Regions from separate parts of the Sus scrofa genome. Here regions 2 and 3 are each linked to region 1. Evidence: chromatin contacts called from public Hi-C and promoter capture Hi-C data. All regions are on one chromosome and are shown on one strand. Each heading gives the region's core, a stretch centred on a gene start, on an enhancer-like site or on the middle of the called end of the contact. The rest is flanking DNA. Distances are from core to core; before and after follow the strand shown.

Region 1 (2,764 bases), core at 99-2,598:
TGTCTTTTTGCTATTTCTTCGGGCCGCTCCCGCGGCATATGGAGGTTCCCAGGCTAGGGGTCTAATCGGAGCTGTAGCCACTGGCCTAGGCCAGAGCCACAGCAACTCGGGATCCAGCCGTGTCTGCAACCTACACCACAGCTCACGGCAACGCCGGATCGTTAGCCCACTGAGTAAGGGCAGGGACCGAACCTGCAACCTCATGGTTCCTAGTCGGATTCGTTAACCACTGCGCCACGACGGGAACTCCATAATTTGACTTTTGATTGCATGTGGAATGTAATGTAAAATGTCCTTTCCATTTTTGGATAGTGAATTTCCTTATTATTGCCACAAAGTAAAAGGACCGATTCAATTCATTTTGTGCTGCATTATCATAAGGTAAAGAGAGAAGCCCTCAATTTGGGAACAGATAAAATACTTTAATTGCTAACAACTTTTTAAACATTCTAATTAATTATTAGAAAAAACAAGCCTCCCTTAACTCACAGCCAAGCACATTTTTAAAAATGAACCTTCTCTGGTAAACTGGAAACAATCAAATATTTGTATAATTGTAAATGTTTTATGTATTAACCTGTTGGCACAAATCTCTGTTCCAGAAAAAAAAATAGTGATAATATTACGAAAGTTAAACATTTTTGCTTTTTATTTCAAAGCATTTGGGAAGCATTTCAGAAATGGTTGGGAATTGTTAAATTCTGCCTGCCTGCTTCTCCAAGTTTCCGTCCACACAGTGGAGATATAAACCAGTGTCACCAAAAGTTCGCCCCCCACACACACCCCACAGATTCCTTCCTTGTGTTTAGATGTGAAATGTACCTAAAAGTTCCCTGACATTTTTCATCCCTTCCTCTGTGAAAAGAGGAGACAGTTGTGTCTTAAGCAGCGATGGAACTTGGGCAGCATGAAGACAAATGGCTTAGAAGAGGGCAGAATTCTTCCTGAAGCTTGGGTGCCCATACTAGGCATATCGGCAGGGAGTCAACTCCCTCTGCTCCCCACCCCTGCTGGGATGATGCACTGCGAAAACATCTGCCCGCCTCAGAATGCCTCTCAGTGGCTTACAGCTGGAAAAATGTTGCCCCAGGTTTAAAATATCTGCCAAAGCAACCCAGTGCGAGTGAAACGCTTTCTCATTGCTCTTAGCTCCCTACGGGCGCTCCCGCCCTCTGCTGCCAGAACCTTGGGGATGTGCCTAGACCCGGCACAGAGCACATCCCCGCCAACCGCGAGCAGAACAAACCCTTGGCCGATTGCCAAGAGGCTCCCTCCCAGCCACCGCCCCCCCCCCGCCAGTGCCTCCCCCCCCGCCCCCCATACAATACAAGATCTTCCTTCCTCAGTTCCTTTAAATCACAGCCCAGGGAAATCTCCTCAGAGCCTTCATCCAGCCACGGGGCCAGAATGTCGGGGGGCAAATACGTAGACTCAGAGGTAGGATTGGGTGGGTGCGCTCTCGGCTCGGGCTCGCTCGCAAGGAGCGCTGCTTCTGCTATCTCCCACTCCAAATAGTCGAACTGCTTTGCTTGCCCCAGCTCTCTCTCGACTTTGGAGCACTCGCGCTGGCATTGCAGAGGAATGGGCCTGGGCGGGGAGGTGAAGAGGAGGCAGGAATGTTTTATTATGTTTTCTATTAGGAAGGGAGACCCTAAGCTAGAAGATCGCGGAAGAGATGGTGCTTGAGGTCCTGAAGTTAGGTCTGCCGAACCGACGAAGCGTTTCTGAATGGCTCAGGGGTGCTGACTTAATGCGGGGACCCTCATGGTCTGGCCCCTGCCTGCTGGGAGGCGGAGAGCTAGAGCGCTGGGTGGGAGGTTATTCACCCGCAGTCCTGGGGACAATCCCCGCCAGGCGCCTGCACCAGCTGGCCCGGGCAGCGGGCGCGCGTCCTGTTTGCACTTTCCGAACCTCTTGGGCCACCTCAAGAACTCTTCCCGCATATCGGTGCCTTGCAGGGGTGTCGGGAGAGGGGCACACCTCCCTTCCCCCTGACACTATCTCCCTCCCTAACACTGTCTCCCTCCCTTTCCAACCACCTCCTGGCGCTCGGGCTCCGCCTGGGTGTGGAGACCTCGTTTTCCCAAAAGCAGCCGCTGTGCAGCGACCGGCCGACTGCATAGGAGTGACCTAAGGGTGGGTGGGGGAAGCTGTGCAGGTGAGATACTGTTCTAGAGGAGTTTAGGGGGTCTGACACTCGGCTCCGCACAAAGACTGGGGATGCACAAAGACTGGGGAGTGGAGGGAGCTGCTGAGGGACCTAGAGCGAAGAGGGAGAATGAAATACGCGGGCAGATGCAAGGGAGGTGAGACGCAGCCAGGCAGCAACGAAAATAAAGTCACTCCGTGGGACCGGAGGTTCAAAAGGGATCTTAAGGATGAAACTAGAAGGGATTATGGAGAGAAAGGAAATGGGGGCCAGGGACGCGAGCAGGTGAAGCACTCGGGAGAGGGTGGCGTGTCGGAGAGAGAGGCTGAAGAAAAGTCAGTCAGGTCCTCTCCCTTGTGGGGGTCTCGGCGGGGTGCTGCGGGCAAGGGCTTGCACAGAGCTGGGGCCAGGGCTGACCGGGCAGCGGAGTTTGTCCTGACCCCTGGCGGTGGCGGGCGGGGGAGGCAGGAGCTCCCTGCCTGGTACCGAGGGGTGTGGTGTCCTCTCCTCGATCCTCTTAAAAAGCTTGCGGCGCCAAGGAGTTTACTGTGCGCGGAGCCACCGCCTCTGAAGCGGTTAGTTCGATTTTAAGCTTCGAGGTTTGCCCCGCTGCCA
Region 2 (2,764 bases), core at 193-2,692, 110 kb before region 1:
CAAGTGTCCAGAATGATAGTGCTTTTCCTCAGAGTAGCCAGGAAATTAGGGAGGGGATACAAAAGAGAAAGCTATTGTTTCAGTAAAATATAGCTCTTCAATCAAGCACATCTAAAACACTCCACTGTCAACTGCTAGGGAAAAGCACAAGATGAAATGTAGATAGAGATCAGAAAGACATAAGTTTCAAGGAAGAGGAAAAGAATTTTAATGTAGGAAGGCGTGGAAATAAAGGTAAAATTCTGATTGATTAGGAAAAATGTGTGGAATCCTATGCACCCATGGGGAAATTATTGATCATAAATGGGTTTTTTGGGTAATAATCAGTGGTCATACTTTGACTGATTGAATTAATTGTATAACAAGGGCAATAAAATAGGTTCTTACGAGTTATACCTAACACTTCAAAACACTAAAAAAGTAATGTATAAATGTTTTATACTAAAAATGAAAATAACTTTTCTGGAGTTCCCGTCATGGCGCAGTGGTTGACGAATCCAACTAGGAACCATGAGGTTGCGGGTTCGATCCCTGCCCTTGCTCAGTGGGTTAACGATTCGGCGTTGCCGTGAGCTGTAGTGTAGGTTGCAGACGCGGCTCGGATCCCGCGTTGCTGTGGCTCTGTCGTAGGCCAGTGGCTGCAGCTCCGATTCGACCCCTCGCCTGGGAACCTCCATGTGCCGCAGGAGCTGCCCAAAGAGATGGCAAAAAGACCAAAAAAAAAAAAAAAAAAAAGAAAAAAAAAGAAAGAAAGAAAATAACTTTTCTATTCACACTCAGGTCAGATTAAGTTAGTTGGGCATTGTCAATACAGTCCTGTGAAAATATAATAATTAATACTAACACGGGGTGGAATAGAGACTGCAGGCAAGAAGCCCGAAGCAGTCTGCAACTAGAGACAGCCCTTTGCATTATGCAAACTGAGTTTTTATTTTGAATTTCTATTCTCTAGAACAGCAAAATCCGTAACGCATTTTAATCCCTTCAATGAAATAACCATAAAATTCATAGGATTTTGAAATCTGTTACTAACATTTTAAAAATGTATCCTAAGCCCCAGCATACTTTATAAATAGGTACTTTGAGACAGCTCAGGGAGTAAAACCGTTTCAGATTTATTTAATTGGCTTTCAGACTTTCTCTTCTAAATAAGCTAGCATGCAATTAGTCAACGGCAAGTTTTCACAATAGTTTAACTGGTAATGTGAAAGCAGCAGCTTAAAACTCATTTCAAGGAGAGCTATAGTTCTCCCCTTTTCTGATTTGTTATTCATCATCATACATACCTTCTTTTAAGTCACACTTCCTTTTGCATCTACTAACTTAATAAGCCCAAGAAAATGAAAAAGAAATGAAATTTCAAAATATCTCCTCTGAAGGTTCTTTGAGATTCAGAGTTACACTTCATAGAGCCAGGACTCTGAGTAATCTAAAATAAGAGCTGGCAACAGAGGCTTGCCAGCTGTTACACATTTACCAGCCCAGCTACATTTTCCCCCCTCTGGGCTGAATTTATAAAGGGCCACTTTTAACCTTATTTGGATTAAAATTTATACCATTCACACAACAGGATTTCTTTTTAAATTTTTCATTTTCTTCATTTGGTATTTATATTGAAACCAGATATTTCTGATGTCCTGTCATATTTTAGGGACCATGAAACACTACCACTGCAACATTGGAAAAAGAACTAAGAATTGACCCTTTTGTTTGCAATAATGAGGACATAATATTTGAACAATCTCTGTGACGAAAAACCTATAAATTTGCAGTTATGGCACATTTGCACTTTTTTATTTTTATGTTTTTTGCTGTTTCTTAAAAAAAAATGTAAAACATTGCAAAGGTGTGTTGGGATTCCCAAGATCACTCAATGTTTAGAGACTCTATAAAAGGATTCACAAGATTCAGCATATAGTTGTATTCACAGCTTAAGACTTAATCACAGGGAAAATGGCATGAGCAGTCTAAGGAATCCTTGTGTAGGCTTCCTTGTGCTCATCTTTCCTTATTTAAATATGAAGCATTTGAGAAAAATCTAGTTGATGTTTCACCCTCAATATAAAGTAAAAAAGAAAATTATACCACAAAGTAATTTTTTTTTAATTGAAAAACATTCGTGGAGAAAATTTTTAGCTTTTTCAGAAAACTAAGTAAATTCAGCAATATTTTCTAAATCTTCTAGGATGCTTTGAGCTGATGCCTTCCCTCACTGTTATATGGTATTGAATTATGTACGGTAATACATTTTATTTAAAACAGTAAGACTCATATATGTTCAAATTCATGCTCTGTTACTTAATAGCTTTATGGTTGAATAATTTAAAACAATAATAATAGTATAAAACCTTTCTATAACATTTGCTGAGTACCAGGCACTCTTCCACTTACTTTGCATATAGTAGCAATTAATTCTCACAATAACCCTAAGAGTATGTATTATCATTTCCCCTATTTACAGTTAAGAAAATCAAGGCACAGAGAGGTTAAACAAATTGTCCAGTGTCACACAGCTAATAAGTGGCAGAGCCAGGTTTAAATCAGACAGTCTGACTCCAGAGACTGTGTTAATGACCACTTTGCCTCACTGTTTCTCTTAAGATATGTTGCTTAACTTAGCCTCTGTTTCTCTATTATAAAAATAGGGTGATAAAACTTACAAGGTTTTTATAAAGAATATTCTAATAACAGAAGCAGAATGCCTAAAACTACTGACACAAAATAGGGACTCAACACGAGATTTTCTTTCCTTCTTCTTTTTGGT
Region 3 (2,764 bases), core at 89-2,588, 67 kb before region 1:
AGAGAAAATCTAAATACAGCTGAAAAGTACCCGCCATTCTTTCCCCAAGTAATTGGCCCTCAGTAAGTACAGAACTCATCAAATAAAGAAACAGATGCATACATGTATACTGAAGTCAGCTTTGAGATCAGTTTTAAACATGGCAAATACAATTTTAGTAAAACAGAGAACTGAAATTGCAATGAGCTGATTAACAGATAATTCTGCAATATATCCTAACTTCTTACTTTTCAGGAAGACTTAAATCATATGTAGTTGTATATGAGCTCATAACAAAATTAAAATCAAAATCAAATGTAAAGTAGTAAGCTAAGCTTCAGATTGTACTACATAGTAGTATATTCTACTGGGAGTTCCCATTTTGGTGCAGTGGAAATGAATCCGACCAGTATCCATGAGAATTTGGGCTCCACCCCTGGCCTCACTCAGTGGGTCAGGGATCCAGCATTGCCATGAGTTGTGGTGAAGGTCGCAGACATGGCTCAGATCCCAAGTTGCTGCGGCTGTGGTGTAGGCCAGCAGCTGTAGCTATGATTCAACCCCTAACCTGGGAACCTCCATATGCCTCGGATGTGGTCCTAAAAAAGCAAAAAAAGAGAGATGTATCCCAAAGCAACTTTCCAAAACTACTTTTGTTTTACCTGATTCAAACCACTAGAATATCTAATTAATTTCTAACAGCATTTTGAAAAATGATAGAGTAAAATATTGACCTGCATAATGCCAGAATCTGTTGATTCGCTTTGCCCCTGAAAACATGATGCCTTGTTAAAGTTAACTAACATGTTTGTGTTAATTTTTAAAAATTCAAACAATACTTATGTGGCTATAACAAACAATGCTTGGAGTCCTAGGAAATTACATTAGCTTTATAGCCAGATGTTTTGGTTGGAACTAAAATATCAAGTGTTGTTTATACATGAAATCATGTCATTTCAGTTGGAAGATCTTAAAGGTCATTTATTCCAACATCTAGACTAATGCGTGAGACCATATTCTCTACAATATCCAACTTATTTTTAAAAGTCTTATTTTATTTATTTAGCCAAAGAATATTTATAGAGTACCAACAACATGCCGGGCACTGAACCAGATGTTGTAGATATAGGAGTTAACCAAACATACAGTTTTTTTCTTTATGAAACTTACTTATTGAAAAATAATTGATAAAAGACTGGCAATTAGCAATTTAGACTACAGTTTTCCTTCCCATCACCATCATCACCCCTCCCCTCAATGCCAAAAAATGCAAACCATTCTACTTGCCAAATATGTCCTGTAAAGTATCCAGCGGCCTTTTGGGAGTACCATGAATTCTATTCATAGCCTGGTCTACTCAATCTTTCAGCTACTCCAAATATCTACCCCTTATCGCTCTCTCTCTGACTCTTTGCCTTATGACTTACAAAGATCCACTGCACCTACCAGAACCCATAGCAATAATTAAAGGTTCTCTACTCTTAAATTCAAATGTTTGTTTGTTTTAGTAATACTAGCTTACATTTACATATACCTTCTTCCATAGTGAGGGAGTTGTTAAAACCAATATCCATCTTGTTATATACCTCTCACTACTCATGAAAGCTCAGGTCCCGTGGATGGAAGTTTCACCAGCCTCTGTCCTACTTATTCCTAGCTTATTTCCTTCCCCTACTACTAGAGCTGATGAGAGTCTAACATGTTTCAACATACACCTGCGCTTTTCTGAAATATTAGAATCAAGGACAATGGCATGTGACTATTTTATAGATTTTTAAGATTGTTGTAGTATTTCATTTTAGTTCTGAACTACTTTCTTCTTAATTTCTCCTGTAACTAATAATGTTATAGAAAAATTCTAGTTCACTTTTGATAAGTATAGGCTTCCATTTTATAGCCACATCTAATCATTTTTAGAGAAAATAAACATCTGAAAAACTACTTGCAAATAAATACAGGTTTTGTGTAATCACAAATAATGCTACAATACTTTTTAATTGAAATATAATTGATTTACCATATTATATTAGTTTCAGGTATACAGCATTACTACTTTTCTTTTAACTGATTCAGATCACTAGAAATACCCAATTCATTTCTGAGATCATTTTGAAAAAAAAAAATAAAGAGTAAAACATTGACTGCAATATTTTTGTAGATTATACTCCATTTAAAGTTATTGCAAAATAATGACTATCTTTCCCTGTGCAGTATAATATATTCCCACTGCTTATCTGTTATACATAGTATTTTCTATCTCTTAATCTCATATCCCTACCTTATAATACTTTTTAGATGCTTGTGAAGGGTTTTTGTTTTAGCTCTTTGTCAGTCTGAATTGTCCAATATGGAAAGCACTAGCTATACATGGCTATATCCACCTTAGTTAATTAAAATTAAGTATATTAAGGTGCAGTTAGTCACAATAGCTTCATTGTAGGTGCTCAGTAGCTACTAGGCAGACATGGCTAGAGTATTAGGCAACCCATATACAGAATGTCTCCAGCATTCCAGAAAATTCTACTGGACAACATGGATCTATATGGTGCTAATAATGGTGAAGTATATCTGAAAGAGAAATAATGTGCTAAAGATCAGACTAGACTTTTAGGTTGTTAAATCCTACCTTCCTTGTCTTATGAGTAAAACGAGATGGGTAAATGCTTCATTTTATTGTTCTTTCTTCTTTATCACACAAATAACAAATATCCATTATTGATAAAGTTAAAATCAAAGAAGTAAAAAAAAAAAAGTAAATCATAAATCATCCTAAACTAGGTGAAGC

What was found. Promoter capture Hi-C pulls out the DNA fragments that hold promoters and counts their contacts. A called contact is a pair of places that touch in the nucleus more often than the background predicts.
Region 2: a contact with region 1 is called in a promoter capture Hi-C map of liver, with 2.7 times the contacts expected there. The contact joins the enhancer-like site here to the promoter of CAV1 in region 1. A contact is called at or near these places in 1 of 5 promoter capture datasets (liver), 6 of 47 Hi-C or Micro-C datasets (embryonic fibroblasts, fetal heart ventricle, heart right ventricle and 3 more) and 1 of 2 datasets of contacts at active chromatin or transcription factors (skeletal muscle).
Region 3: a Hi-C map of fibroblasts shows a contact between it and region 1, with 1.6 times the contacts expected there. The contact joins the enhancer-like site here to the promoter of CAV1 in region 1. A contact is called at or near these places in 3 of 47 Hi-C or Micro-C datasets (embryonic fibroblasts, fibroblasts and heart right ventricle) and 1 of 2 datasets of contacts at active chromatin or transcription factors (skeletal muscle).

Annotation. Positions count from the first base shown.
Region 1 is chr18:29,681,035-29,683,798 of Sscrofa11.1, reverse strand. It overlaps CAV1 (caveolin 1), which reads left to right and starts at 1,348. Exons shown (of 4, transcript NM_001348935.1): 1 at 1,348-1,437. The coding sequence starts at 1,408.
Region 2 is chr18:29,790,364-29,793,127 of Sscrofa11.1, reverse strand. No RefSeq gene overlaps it. Among named protein-coding and RNA genes, the nearest start is that of CAV2, 84 kb to the right of the region's middle. Within about 2 kb of position 1,442, at least 9 of the 83 cell types and tissues checked have an H3K27ac peak or open chromatin away from gene starts, as enhancers often do. A contact at or near this core is called in liver, where this site is marked.
Region 3 is chr18:29,747,850-29,750,613 of Sscrofa11.1, reverse strand. No RefSeq gene overlaps it. Among named protein-coding and RNA genes, the nearest start is that of CAV2, 42 kb to the right of the region's middle. Within about 2 kb of position 1,338, at least 3 of the 83 cell types and tissues checked have an H3K27ac peak or open chromatin away from gene starts, as enhancers often do.